Linked DNA regions of Sus scrofa: region 1 is linked to region 2. The links are chromatin contacts, called in public Hi-C maps. All regions are on one chromosome and are shown on one strand. The core of a region is the stretch at or near the end of the contact, and the rest is flanking DNA. Distances in the headings are between cores, read along the strand shown.

What was found. Hi-C and Micro-C count contacts between places; a contact is called where the count stands out from the background.
Region 1: a Hi-C map of embryonic fibroblasts shows a contact between it and region 2, with 2.3 times the contacts expected there. The contact joins two enhancer-like sites. A contact is called at or near these places in 2 of 47 Hi-C or Micro-C datasets (embryonic fibroblasts and epiblast stem cells).

What each region holds. Positions count from the first base shown.
Region 1 is chr14:35,975,069-35,977,770 of Sscrofa11.1, forward strand. The region is part of intron 5 of C14H12orf49 (UPF0454 protein C12orf49 homolog); the gene reads left to right. Among named protein-coding and RNA genes, the nearest start is that of MED13L, 85 kb to the right of the region's middle. Within about 2 kb of position 1,278, at least 23 of the 83 cell types and tissues checked have an H3K27ac peak or open chromatin away from gene starts, as enhancers often do. A contact at or near this core is called in embryonic fibroblasts, where this site is marked.
Region 2 is chr14:35,746,172-35,748,871 of Sscrofa11.1, forward strand. All of the region lies in intron 4 of C14H12orf49 (UPF0454 protein C12orf49 homolog), which reads left to right. Among named protein-coding and RNA genes, the nearest start is that of C14H12orf49, 42 kb to the left of the region's middle. Within about 2 kb of position 1,325, at least 16 of the 83 cell types and tissues checked have an H3K27ac peak or open chromatin away from gene starts, as enhancers often do. A contact at or near this core is called in embryonic fibroblasts, where this site is marked.

The DNA of each region.
Region 1 (2,702 bases), core at 28-2,527, 230 kb after region 2:
TCAGAATGGGAAAGACACCTTCGTGGGGGCCTGGATCCTGGAGCTGTGCATCCAGTTGTCACATGCCCATCGGGAAGCCATGACGATGGCAGTTTGCAAGGGGAAGAGCTGGGGGTCAGAGGAGAGGAGCCCAGGGGCACATGGCTTTTCCTGGGCCAAGTGTTTGAAGGTTAAGATGAACATGCTGCACCGCAGCCGTGGGCACTGGCTTTTTGAGAGGAGACACGCTTTGTGCTGGGCCAGACCTGATGATGTGCCTTCACTTGCTTTGTCCCAAGCCACCTTGTGAAGTGGCAGTCACCCCCAGTCTGCAAACAGGGCTCAGGGAGGCTCCAAGAAGGGCTGTCCTGACTCAGGGGATCGTGCAGCCAGCAGAGTCAAACCTGAGCCTGCCCATCCCCGAAGCCCTCCCCCTCCCTCTCACCACTCCTCTCCCAGGTCACACTTCTCTTATCTTCCCCGATCCTTCCCGGCTGGGGCAGGTGCGCTGTGGGGAGGGGGGGCAGGGCAGGTGGGCCCTTCCTTCCTTCCTCTGGTCTTCATTCTTCAGAGTGAGAAAGAGCCTGGGTGTTTGAGTGAGTGAATATGTGTGACCGGGGTCTGGGTTTGCGTGTGCGTGTGTGCGTGTGTGTGGCTTTACAGATGAGCAGGGAAGGGATGGATGGGAATAGACATTCCTCGGAGGCTGGGCCCAGCCAGGGGGGCACCCCCACCCCCACCACCCCCCACCCCGCTCCTCCCTCCCCTCCCACAGCCTCTCCTCTCTCTTTCCTCCCCTGGCCCTTCCCCGAGGATTCTGTCAGGCAGCCTGGGACAGATGAAAAGAGCGACGATAGGGCGGGCACATCGCAGGGGGGTCAGCAGGGGCTAAGCGGGTCAGGGCCCTCGTCGCTGCCTCCCCAGGTTCCTGAACGCCAAGGATTACGGCTTCAACGTCTGCTGTTTAATCAGCTGGTAGCAATTTAACCATTACACCCCAGTGAGAGAATCCTAGACATTTCCTACAGGAGGGGGAGAGGGGAAGACTAAGATGGGAGGAATGCAGGAAGGCGGGGGAAAGGAGACACAAAACAGCTTTATTAAAAAGAAAAAGAGGAGAAGAAAAGGAATGTGATCTGTAATTGTATCTCAGTTTGAAATAAGCTCCCCGAGCTGGGTGGGGAAGCAGACCCCAGGAGACGCTGGAAGGGGGAAGCTGCAGGGCTGAAATGGGGAAGGTGGGTGCCGATGGGGGGCGGGGGACATTGGAGGAGCTCAGCTGTGGGATATGGGAAGGAGTTTGGTCTCCCCGGTTGAGGGGCGGTCTCAAATCCCAAGGAAGGCCCTGCCCTTTGCAAGCCATGCTGGATCTGGCCCGGCTGAAAGTGGAAACTGCAGAGCAGTTAGGCAAGAATTGATTCACTTTGCGCCACTGGCTTATCTGTAAAGTGCTTGGAAAATGAGATTGGCAGGCGAGGTGAGATTCTTTATCAAATGCACCTTCTTTCTGTAAAAAAAAATAAAACAAAAATCTTCTCCTGCTCACTCCCTTTTTTTCCGGGCCCTGATGTGCCTTAAGTGCTCATACCTGCATCCAGGTGACTCTGTCATCTGTTACTACACTTGGCTCCCATGCCAGGCAGAAAGGACCCTACTTTGTGTGGCTTGATGCAGAGCCCTGGGGAATGGTTGTCGGGGGTGGTGGTGGGGAACTTGGAAGAAAACCAGGATGGCATTTAGGGCATGGAAAGAGTGCCGCCTTGAAGTCTGTCTTGGTTGTCTGTCCTTGGTTGGCTGAGTTAACTGGGGCGAGTCGCTAAGCCTCTCTGAACCTCAGTACTTCACTTTTGATTTACAGAGGCCAGCACACTTTTTCTGCAAAGGATCAAATAGTAAATATCTTTGCAGGCCATGTAGTCTCTGTGGCAACTATTCAACTTTGTCACCGTAGCGTGAAAGCGGCCATGGACATCCACAAATGAACAAGCATAGCTGTGTCCAGTACAACTTTATTTACAAAAACAGGCAGCTGGCCCACAGGCTGTAGTTTGCTTAACCATAATCTACAAAATAGAAATGATGATGCTCCTGGGGCTTCATTAATTAAATTAAACACAGTGGCGTGTGATAGCACATGGTCAGGGTCCAAAACACATTGGCTGATTGTCATCCAGATGGAGTGAGCAAGACAGCTGAGGCTTCTCTGACCAACAAACTTTCTACCAGCTTTCCATCATTTCACGTTAGGCACAGGCAGATGCTGTGATTAAGTCAGTGAAGAAGCCACTAGTGGAAATTTAAAGGGACAAGGGCCTGGACATTGAAGAGCTAGGCTTTGCAGGGTGAATAGGAGTTTTCAGAGAGAGGATATGGGGCATAAAGGGAAAGTAATGACCTTCCTGCTCAGGGGAAACATACATGTATACATAGACACAAAGGCAGGAGGGTCCAGGATGGGCCATGGGTATGGAGAGGGTGTGGGAGAGAAAGAGGAAGGAGAAAGAGAGGTGTTATACCAGGGCCCTCCCTGTGCCCTACTTTGGGATTGTTCCAGGCTGGAGCAGGTATTTGAGGCCCAACAATCAAAGGGCTTCTCGGCTCTGCCCTCTGACCTTCCCTCTGCCCTTCTTCTCAATGCCTTACAGCCCCAAGTGACTCTTCACTGCTTCCAGGCAGAGAGGCTGTAGGGCGTCATGCTAAAAGCATGGACATTGGAGTAACTG
Region 2 (2,700 bases), core at 75-2,574:
GGGAGAAAAAGTTAATTGCAGCAGGGGAGCTCAAACTGTCACAAGAAAAAAGTCTCCTGTCTGGCATCTGCCTCTTTGTACACCATCGTCCCCGTCTCGGGTGAGCTGCAGGAGAGGACCACGTTTTAGTGATATTAATATAGACATTATCTATTGTCCATATCTATTTATCAGATATAATATCTTGCCTGGAGACCTATGACAGCAGGCATATTGCTAAAAGGAACTGTTCTTTTATCATGTACCCAGTATTTAGACCTTTAAAAAAAAACCTGCACAAACCTTCATTGATAATCAGATAAGACTGCAAGTTTATGTTTCTCTTTCTCTGGCAGAGGGACATTTTTGACAGGTGACCACCCCAATTGCTGTCACATTTGGGTGAAATAAATGCCAGGCATTTCTCTACAATGTAATTAGGCAGATCTAGTTAATGCTGTAGTGCTTTCAAGGTGAAATGAGCTTTTGTAATGAGAATTCCGAGCCCATGATACTTGTAGCCTTCTTTAAGAGCCTTGCATCTCCTTGAACCTCTTCATGAATGGGAGCTGGCATGGCTCCATTTTACAGCAGGGAAAATAGAGGCAAACAAAGGTCAGGGAAATTTCCAGAGGGTTGCAGAGCCAAAATGGGTATTCTGAAACTGGGATCCATCCTTGTTGTGGGTGGAGAGGGGGGTGCCCAAGGTTCTGTTCTAAAGCATGGGCTTACCTGGAATCAGATTCTTTTCTGATTACCAAGCACTTATTGTGTAAAAAGAAATCCATAAGAAGTCTCCTAAGCAAGATAAAGACCAGAAAATCTTTCATCTGATCCAAAAGATGACATCTTGCATCAATTATACATAAACCTTGGTTTTTCTCCATCAGAGGACTCTTCTTCCCTCCCCTAGTAAATATGGAATTTCTGCCTGGCTTTAGTGGATGAGTCATTCTGTCTTTAAAGATGTGTTAGGGGCAGTATTTACCTGCTCAGAATAGTGTTTCAGCAAAGATGTGCTTGGGATCAGAGCCTCTATGGTACTGAAGTTGATGGATGTACCTTTTTAAAGGAAAGGGAGCCCTGGAATCTAATTCCACTAACTCCAAGCACCCAGGGTGGTTAAAAACTTGCCTGGGCACCTCCACACATGGCCTCTTTATGTGCATCATCACTGCTGGGCCAGGGCCATCCCTAAAAACTGGATGGGTGACAGAGTGAATGACAAGAGTGCTTTTCCATCATTAAGTCGAAGTCTGATTGACATGGTAGCTAGGGCAGCCTTAAAGGGAAAGGGCTGCCTTAAGAGATTCAGGGGTATGTGCTGTCTATCGAACACTAGGGGGCAGTATCACCTTCTTCCTTACCCTAGGCTGTGGCTTCTTTAGGAATAGCTTTCCTCTCTCCTGAAGAAAAGCCAGGGCTGCTTGGGCAGAGGTGAGAGGGAGCCACTGGCCTCCAGAAAACTAAAGCTGCCTGACCCCCAAAGGGAGAGTGTTCCCTCCTTGCAGAGGGTGAGGGCCTGCCCTTATCTGTTGCTGGGGATTGTTGAACAAGAGCTGGGATTGGAGCCCCACAGGACTGGATGGGATTCTGACTGTGTGCCCCTCTCTGGACTCAGTTTCCTTATCTTCAGAATGGAAATGCCCATCCCCCAGAAAGGACGTCAGGATGGAATGAGATCATATGTACATAAACCTCCAACACAGCACAGGCACATAGGAGCTGCTGGAAAAATGCAGCTTCCTTCTTGTCCTTGCCTGCCACCTCCTCCCTCTGCCCCCCCATTCTCTCATTCCTTTCACAGCCCTGGAGTCTGTGCTCGATGTAACAGTGGAGGCTCATATCCAAACCCTGCCAAACCTCCTCTCCCTGCTCCCCCCACCCCCCAGCTCAGGGCACAGGGGCCCCTCCTCTCTCCACCTAGCTGGCTGTTGCAGGCCCAGCAAAGCACTATTCCCACGTGGAGCTGTCCTTTCCTTTCGAGCGTTACCACCACAGCCAGGCTGATGCTGGGCATGTGGGGGCCAGCCAGGGAGCCCTTCATTGTGGGTTTGTTTATTTTTATACACAACCTAGAAACATCTGCTCTGACATTTTCCAGCAAGGTTGCTGTTTCTCAGGTGCTGGTGCCCTAGTGCATCTGTAATTGGAAAGCAGAATGGTTGGGTAGCCTCTCCATTTGTGATAAACATTTCATTTGAAGAAGGCAGCTTATGGTGCCTAGGGGTCACATTGTATGCAAACAAGTATGTGTTAAAGAGAAGTCTGGGAAGCGAGACATGGCAAGGGTCTGTACAACTTTCTCTGAGACAAAAGACCAGCCATGGGGAGTTGACTGGAGCCCTTATCTGCTTCCTTGAATTGGAAGCCTGTTTTCCTTTTCTCAGATATTCCCTTTCTCAGTTTTGGTCACGTTGGTGTCCAGAGGTTCACTGATCAAGTGTATTTGATCAGAAATGTTTACTGAGCACCTACTCTGCCCAGATCTATACTAGGCTGTACATAAGGTACCACTTATACCCTAGGTAACATAATACAGAGTGGTGAGTGTCACCATGGGCAAGTGAAATAATACTAAGGGAAGTCAGAGAGGGAGTCAGGAAAGGCCTCGTGAGAAGTTTGCTAGGGAGAAGAGGAGGAAGGAGATTAGGGCATAGAAGAGCTTCTACCAAGACCAGAAGAGGTAACAAAAAAATTGCTAGAGCCATTGAGTAGCAT